Linked DNA regions of Mus musculus: region 1 is linked to region 2. The links are chromatin contacts, called in public promoter capture Hi-C maps. All regions are on one chromosome and are shown on one strand. Each heading gives the region's core, a stretch centred on a gene start, on an enhancer-like site or on the middle of the called end of the contact. The rest is flanking DNA. Distances are from core to core; before and after follow the strand shown.

Region 1 (3,755 bases), core at 298-2,797, 110 kb after region 2:
GCAGCCCTGGCCTCATCTAAAACTGTTAAGAGAGTGTCGTTATGTAATCGGGTTACTCCAGAACTCCCTATGTAGCCCTAACTGCCTTTGAACCCACAATGATCCTCCTGCCTCTGTGTCTTAAGCACTGAGGTTACAGGTGTGAGCTACCATGTCTTTCTGTCTTATAAAATCCTACTCTAAAGCTCCTTTGATGTTCATTTACAGTAAATAAAAAAGACTGGGGTACAGGAACAGCTGACTCCCTAATTAGCAGCTGTTGGACTATCTCTTGCTATTCTGATTATCTGAGCAGAAGACTATCAATCAGCCCTAATGGCAGCACCAGAAACCCTGAATATCAATCACATGGATGCCTTGGGGAAACTACATGAACCAAGCAGCCCTGACTCCTGAAAGCCCCTCCTCGGCCAGGTCACCTCAAACAGTTTGTCCCAGATTTTTATGCTGTTACAACCCAATTCTAGATGACCCTGTACTCATTTCTGAGGTTAGAGAACATGCACAGAGGGCCAACTGTGACTGGTACTAAAGAGGATAGGCTGTGATTGCTCCAAATATCCCTTCTCTGCCTATCTAGCGAGTCTCCCGGGAGACCCTCTTCTGTGCTGTTTTTCCCTGTAGTGTGGCAGAGGGCCTAATAAAAAACTTCTTGGGAATGGCCATGTTTTGTCTACTTTCAGTAGTGTGGGCTCAGTTGGGGACATGAAGAAAGAAGCAATGGACATGGCAAAGAAGTGGTGATGGCTTTAGCAATGGCATAAGGACATCTGACCCCAGCTTAGCGTCTGTTGGAATTTCCTGCTCCCACTACCCTAAGAACAAAAGCTCTTCTACGTGGTCTGACATGAAGCGATTTTGAGAATGACTTGACATTCTGTAACGAGTTTTTTAAAAACACACTATGGAAAACTGTAAGTGAAGCGGGCATGTTTGTGGCGTGGAGAGTGGAAGGGCCGTGAACTGTAACGACTGAATGCTTTGCCTCCCTTGATCTGCAGGTGCAAATGCATGGTTTCGATTTGAGGGCTGTGAACACATTCAATCACGACAGAAGAGTAAATAAACAACGCTGACAAATTCTAAGCGGTCCTTCACTTTTCTTTCCACCCAGCTCCCGACTCTCCACAACCATCTCTCGCTGCTGCAGTCCCTACCGCCACAACCTGACATCTGTGGCGCGGATTCTGATTTCCAGTGCGATCACCACCATGAAGTCAATCGATGTCCTGCCGTCCAAGCCCCCTTTCCCCTGGATAAGTACTCTCTTGGACCGCAACCTTCCCCACAATCCACGCACTATCTCGAACCTGTCAGTGTCCGGGTTCTCCTCGTCCCTCCCAGCTCCTCCAGCTCTCCGTCCCCTTGCCGAGTGCAGTTTCACACATGAGCCAAGAGTATGAGGAAGAAAGGTCATGTTCCCGTCGCCGAATGCAACCCCAAGACCCGGTCCCCGGTGACACTTACGTGACATTGGAAGCGCTCTAACAACCCGAAAGCGGACGGCGGCCGCCATCTTCTCCCACAATGCCTCACGGCCGGTGCTTCCGCCAACTACGGCAACAACGCGGGGTCAAATGGTATCTCAAGGACCTCTCTGCGCAAACGCCAACTGGGAACGGAAGTGGCAGGTTGATGGTTGATAAGAGAGCCTGGGAGTAAAAGCAGAGGAGAGAAAAAGAAAAAGAGGAGGAGAAGGCAGGGGAAAATACAGTCCCGGTTTTGGAATGGGTTGTGAAGACCACCTGATATTTCCGGGGAATCTGCATTTCAGAGTTAACCAAGGACTGACTCAAGGGCATGCAAAATGGCCAGCTTTCAAAGACCCTTTTTCTATGGGCTAATTACCAAAAAGAGTCAGACAGCTCTGCAGGGGTAAGAAGGAAGGGTGCCCCTGCACTCAAGGAGTTGCACGGAGGAAAAAGGTGTAATAGGGTCTGCGTACAGTGTACAAGTGGGGGAGTTAAATAGAAATGCAGAGGCGCCCCCACCCTAAGCCCCTCGCACGCCAACGCCGCCAGGAACATCCTTTTGCAGGGCGTTAGTGTTCACTGTCCCCTTTCATAGAATGCATACTTAGATGTCTGCACCAATTCAATTCCACTCATAGATGACCTCACCAGGGACTTCTGATCACCTTTTCCAACGCGGTGATCAGTCTCTGTGTCGTGAATTTGATTGGCTGGGGTTTATGTGTTTGTTCGGTCGTGAATTTTGTTTATTGAAGCACACTCATCACTAACTGAATTATGAAACGAGAAGTTCTATTTTTGGAATTTTTGAGACAGGGTCTCCCTTTGAAGTCCTAGTTGGCTTCGAACTTGTGGTACAGCTCTCTGCTTCAGGTAGGAGTCACCACCCTGGGCTGATCCAGAGATTTATAAATGGTTTTGAAACGTGAATCACCTGAAATGTGATATAAAATCGCATGCTATGCTTGACATTCAACATATTTTTCTTATGGAAAAACTGCTGGCTTTACCCAGAGCAGCTTTTTTAAAAACTGGGCCTCTTTGAAAATCTGTGTTGTTCTGCAAAGATTTACCTGGAGCCTCGGGATGTTCTGAGAAAATAGAACCACTTGCATTTAAAAATCTTTTTTCAGGCTCTGGTGGTCCCTGCCTATAATCCCAGCTCTTGGAAGGCAGGGACAGGAGGATAGGGAGATCCAGGCCAGCCTAGGTGACCTTGTCTCAAATTTTAAAAAATTAAAAAACTTGATTCCAGTCATCCTCTAGCTATACCTGAGTAAAAGACATGGGCTTGCAAACTGAAGTTCCCAGAAAGAAGCTGCAAGTTCTGAACTTTCTAGAAAGGCTGATTAATTGATTAAAACTGTAATAATAATAATAGAGAAAGGAGTGTTGCAGATCCAAGATTACCCTGGGCTATCCTTAGCCCTCTAAATAGCCATTTATTATCCACCTTTGTGTGTGCCCTATCGTCTTTGTGACCATCACCTGAAAACATTTTAATATATTTATTCACTTTACATCCCAATGTCAGTCCCCTCCCCTTTCTCCTCCCAGTTCCCCCTCACGAAGATCCTACCCCCATTCTCCCCTTCTCCTTTGAGAAGGGGGTGTTCCCCTCTGAGTATCACCCCCACCCCCACACATCTAGTCACTGCAGGCACATCCTTTCTCACCTCGCCGAGGCCAGACAAGGCCAAGGCAGCCCAGTTAGGGGCATGGGATCCACAGGCAGGCAGGCAGGCAAGCAGGCAGGCAGGCAGGCAGGCAGGCAGCAGATTCAAGGACAAGTCTCTAGTTGGGGAAACCATATGAAGACCAAGCTGCACATCTGCTACATATATTCTGGCACATGCTTGCTCTTTGGTTGGTGGTTCAGTCTCTGGGAGCCCCCAAGGGTTCAGGGTAGTTGACTTTGTTGGTCTTCCTGTGGTACCCCTGTCCTCTTTGGGCTGAAACCCTTTGGGGTCTTTAAGGGGATCATTAGCTGCTACTAACCCAGAAGCTGAGACTATCATCAGATAGCCTTTAAGGTCCATACATCTCAGGTGTCTCCTGATTTATTAGAAGATCCCACCTTGCCCACCTGATGTTTCTACACATGGATTTGAAAAGTGTTTACTTGTAATTCTCTTTGTTCTGTTACTACAAGAACTTTTCACTGTTGGACAATGGAATTTGGGGTAACCTTGATTTGGCTATCCATATTTGACTCCATTATAAACTACCTCTTGTCCCCTTTGAGGGGACTAACCCTATGAAACATACCTTAGATTTATCAAT
Region 2 (3,736 bases), core at 353-2,852:
AGGCAGAGAAGCGCACCAGGAGCTCAAACGTGAACCAGACGATACACAGAGTTTCCACCAAGAAGAAGGGGTCTGTGAAGAAAGAACCCCCGAGAGTACTAAGTGAAGATGTTCCTCCAGTCCCCAACCCCCCAGAGGGAATGCTACCAGGAAATGCATAGGAATCTTCATCCTCATCTTCTTCCTCGTGGCTCCTGGAGGCCGGAGACAAGCGGGTCCCACTACCCTCGTTGCTTCCACCGCGCCCATCTGCACGGAATTGAGGCAAGGTCTCCAGGCAAAAGATGACGATGGAGATGAGGATGACCAATACTGAGACGATGGCGATGCCTCGGGCGGGCCCGGAACTCTCCGGGTACTCAAAGAGAAGCCAGACCTGTCGCTGGAAAGGCTGGGAGGGGAGTGGTTTCTCATCCTCGCCACCTTCGGGCAGGCAACCCTCATCCTCCCGGAAGGCCGCCAGGGCTTCCTCTCCCAACTGATAGAAGCGGATCTCTTCCATAAAAATGTCCAGGGGCACATTAACAGGCCTGCGCAGGCGACCTCCAGATTGATAGTAATAAAGGATAGCGTCGAAGCTGGGTCGGTTGCGGTCAAAGAAGTACTCGTTCCTCAAGGGGTCAAAGAAACGGACTCTGCGGCCAGGGTCTCCTAGCAGCGTGTCAGGGAACAGCGACAGGGTGCGCAGCTGCGTCTCGAAGCGCAGCCCGGAGATGTTGATCACCAACCTCTCACTACTACAGCAGCCGCCGCCGCCCTCGGCCTCCTGGAACTCACCCGCATCCTGTTGCTCCCCCTCCGGCCCACGGACCTCCCCCGGCGCCGCCAGCGTCAGGGATTTCTCCGATCTCATGTCACCTCGGCGGTGCGCTCCCCGCCACTAGGACGGCGCCCACGACACGAGCTCCAGAGAGCGGCACCCGCTTCACAGCTTCGGCTGTGCCCTCCTTTAGGGTGGGGCCCGTGCTCTGACCTGGCGGTTAGGTCGGTGAGCCCTGCAGCTGGTCCCTCTGCCAGGCTAGGTCTGGGAAGTGGCTCTGGCTCTCAATAGCCGCGCCTCCGTGCTCAGGATTTCTGAGATGCCTGGAACCCGCAAACTGTCGCGCGCGTGAAACTGGCTGCCCGAAAAGACGCGTGGCTTAGCTCTCGATGGTGCCTAAAACTGGGCTCAGGACCCACAGGTCCGCCCTCCAGACCTGCTGGCTCTCACCAGGTCCTACTGCGCTTCTCCAGCTGCACACGACTCTGGGTTGCCGCTGGTACCTAAGCGCCAGATGCGCCTCCCTCTGGCTCACCAAAGACTCCTGCCCGGGCTCGGCCTCCGCCTCCGCCCTACGTCCACCACCGAACTAGGTCTGGCCAAGGTCGCGATTGCAGCCGCCACCTTCTTCCCCAGGAGCTAGCTGTTCTAGAGGCCTCGGAATCGCCCTGGGCCTTCCCGGGCGCCGAAGCGCGGAGACCCACCTCCCCACCGCTTCAAGCCTTGCCTGCACCCGCAGCAGCCCCAGCAGCAGCAACAGCAGCAGCAGCAGCAGCAGCAGCAGCAACAGCAGCAGCAGGCTCAGCTCTCAGCTCTGCCCTTCCTCCTTAACACACTCTCCAAGTGACGTGGCAGGCCCCGCCTGCTGCCCACCCCACTCTCACATCACACCCCTTACCCAGTCAGGGGCTGCAGCAAGCCTGGATGCTGGGGAGAGATGTGTATACTTGCCTCCCCAGTAATCTTTCCCGCGCTCTCCTGGCATGCCTCTTGCTTTCTCACATTCACACGCACGCCCCCACCCCCACCCCAACCAAGCCGCAGTATCCTAATAACACACCCACTCCATCTCTCCATAGTCATCTCTTCTCGTTTCTGTTCACCGAGCTGACCTGCTCAGTGTATTTCAGCAAAAAGAAATCACATACGCTGGCCCACAACACACCCCTGCCCAATAAGCTATACACAGCACCTGACCCCTCCACAGCTATTTACTTGGGGGGGTCGGGGGGGGACAGGAGAGGGAAAAATCCATGTTTTTTATATCCATGAAGACATGTTTGCCATTTTCAACCTCTCCTGGGGGGGGGGGGAAGATGAAGTATTTTTAAATGTCTTGAGAGCTTTCCATTTAGGCTGTGTCCCAATGTTAATTCCCCATCAGACTCTCACTTTTGCAACCTGGAAAGGCAAGGCTGCAGCTCTCTTTCAAGGCGCAGTGATAGTAAGAGGGGAGGAAAAGCCTGCCCGTGCCCAGTGCTCTCATGGAGTCCTGAAGACGTCCACCATCATCTCCATGAAAAAGCACCAGAAGACTATGATATTGAAGAAACACTATATACAAGGAATAGCAGCCAAGAATCTTTGCTTCACGCCTCCTTTGGAGAAAAAAAGAAGAAAAGAAAAAAGTAAATAAAAAGATTCTGCAATTTATACTTATCTGTGTCAAGAAAAGGGAGGAAAGGAAAAACAAAAAGGAGGTAGTCAAAGTGTCAATAAACAATGTAGCTATGTGTGATGAGCATCTAATAAACACATTTTAGTTGCTTTACCAGAAAGATGGCCTCCCCTTCTAGGCCATAGAGTCTCATTTGGTAGGATTTGAATGGGACAAACTACTCTGCCTCTCTTAGAATGCCAAAAAGATTTTCCATCCATTCTCCCAAAGGCTTCCTCCCTAGATCACGTGGATGAAGTCGCTGGATGGTGCACCTGGTTTCAGACTACCAGGTAGCTTGCTCTTGACTTGCCGTGGCCACAGTTGATTGGCTGGCAACGGCCAGTGTTTCTTCATAAGAAAGAGCGTCCGTAGGATAAGGACAGTAATGGCACATAAGATTCTCTCAAGCCATGAGATGCATGTATGGGTTTTTAGCCATACGATCTAGACAGACTGTTTTTAAACCACAGCAGTTTTCACAGCAGGTGCTCCCAGAGGGATGAGGCAGGGGAGGAAACCAGAGTTCTTGGACCTGTAGGGAGGAAATCGAGTGGAGATGATGCTGACTTCATCACACATGGAAGCTTGGGCTCCCGCCTGTCCCTCCCCAGGTCTCCTAGCCTCAACCTCTGCCTCTCTTATGTTTGACTTGGTTTCCATTCCTTCCCCTCGCATGCACAGTTCAGTGAAGGGTGAGAGAGCAAGTCTGCTGCATTTACCCAGTCGATAGTTTTCCCATTTGCAGGCTATGTAATTAAGCAATTTAGACATCACACAAAAGTTACTCCACTCAAAGGAAAAAATAAAATAAAGCAACAACAAGCACAGTATAGAAGACACACTCTCACCCTGTCCTGTGCTCCACGAGGATTTCCTGGGTTGCAAATTGACTTGCTCCTGATTCTTTGAGGTTTGTTTTTTGAGGTTTATCGTGACTTATTCATTTGCATGTCTGTTGTCTTCATAGCCCCTCTTCCAGAAATGGGATGTTGATGAGGTCCGTATTGAAGCAAAATATGAGAAGAAATTGCATTCTTCTAGAAGATGGACCGGGCTTTAGCATGACTGCAGATACCCATTTGAATACTCCTGTTAAACTGGCTGTCACTCTCTGCCATTCCACAGGCAGATTTGTGGTTACCTTCAAGTCAGACGGAAGGCTGAGCCCCTAGAAAGGTTTCATTTTACGCTGGGAAGTTCCCTTGGGAGGTAGAAGCCATTAGCAAATTCATGAATCAGACTTCTGTTTTTAGTTCTTTTGTGAGACAGACTCATTCCCTGTGCCTAGATAGTTCCTCCTAAGTATATATTAAGGA

The links. Capture Hi-C pulls out chosen DNA fragments and counts their contacts.
Region 1: a contact with region 2 is called in a promoter capture Hi-C map of adipose tissue. The contact joins the promoter of Ndufa9 here to the promoter of Kcna6 in region 2. A contact is called at or near these places in 1 of 39 promoter capture datasets (macrophages), 4 of 484 Hi-C or Micro-C datasets (Sertoli cells, brain, nephron progenitors and 1 more) and 1 of 9 other capture datasets (adipose tissue).

The regions. Positions count from the first base shown.
Region 1 is chr6:126,847,597-126,851,351 of GRCm38.p6, forward strand. It overlaps Ndufa9 (NADH:ubiquinone oxidoreductase subunit A9), which reads right to left and starts at 1,548. Exons shown (of 11, transcript NM_025358.3): 1 at 1,468-1,548. The coding sequence starts at 1,516.
Region 2 is chr6:126,739,072-126,742,807 of GRCm38.p6, forward strand. It overlaps Kcna6 (potassium voltage-gated channel, shaker-related, subfamily, member 6), which reads right to left and starts at 1,603. Exons shown (of 2, transcript NM_013568.6): 1 at 1-1,603. The coding sequence starts at 853. The region is part of intron 2 of Gm33581 (a long non-coding RNA gene); the gene reads left to right.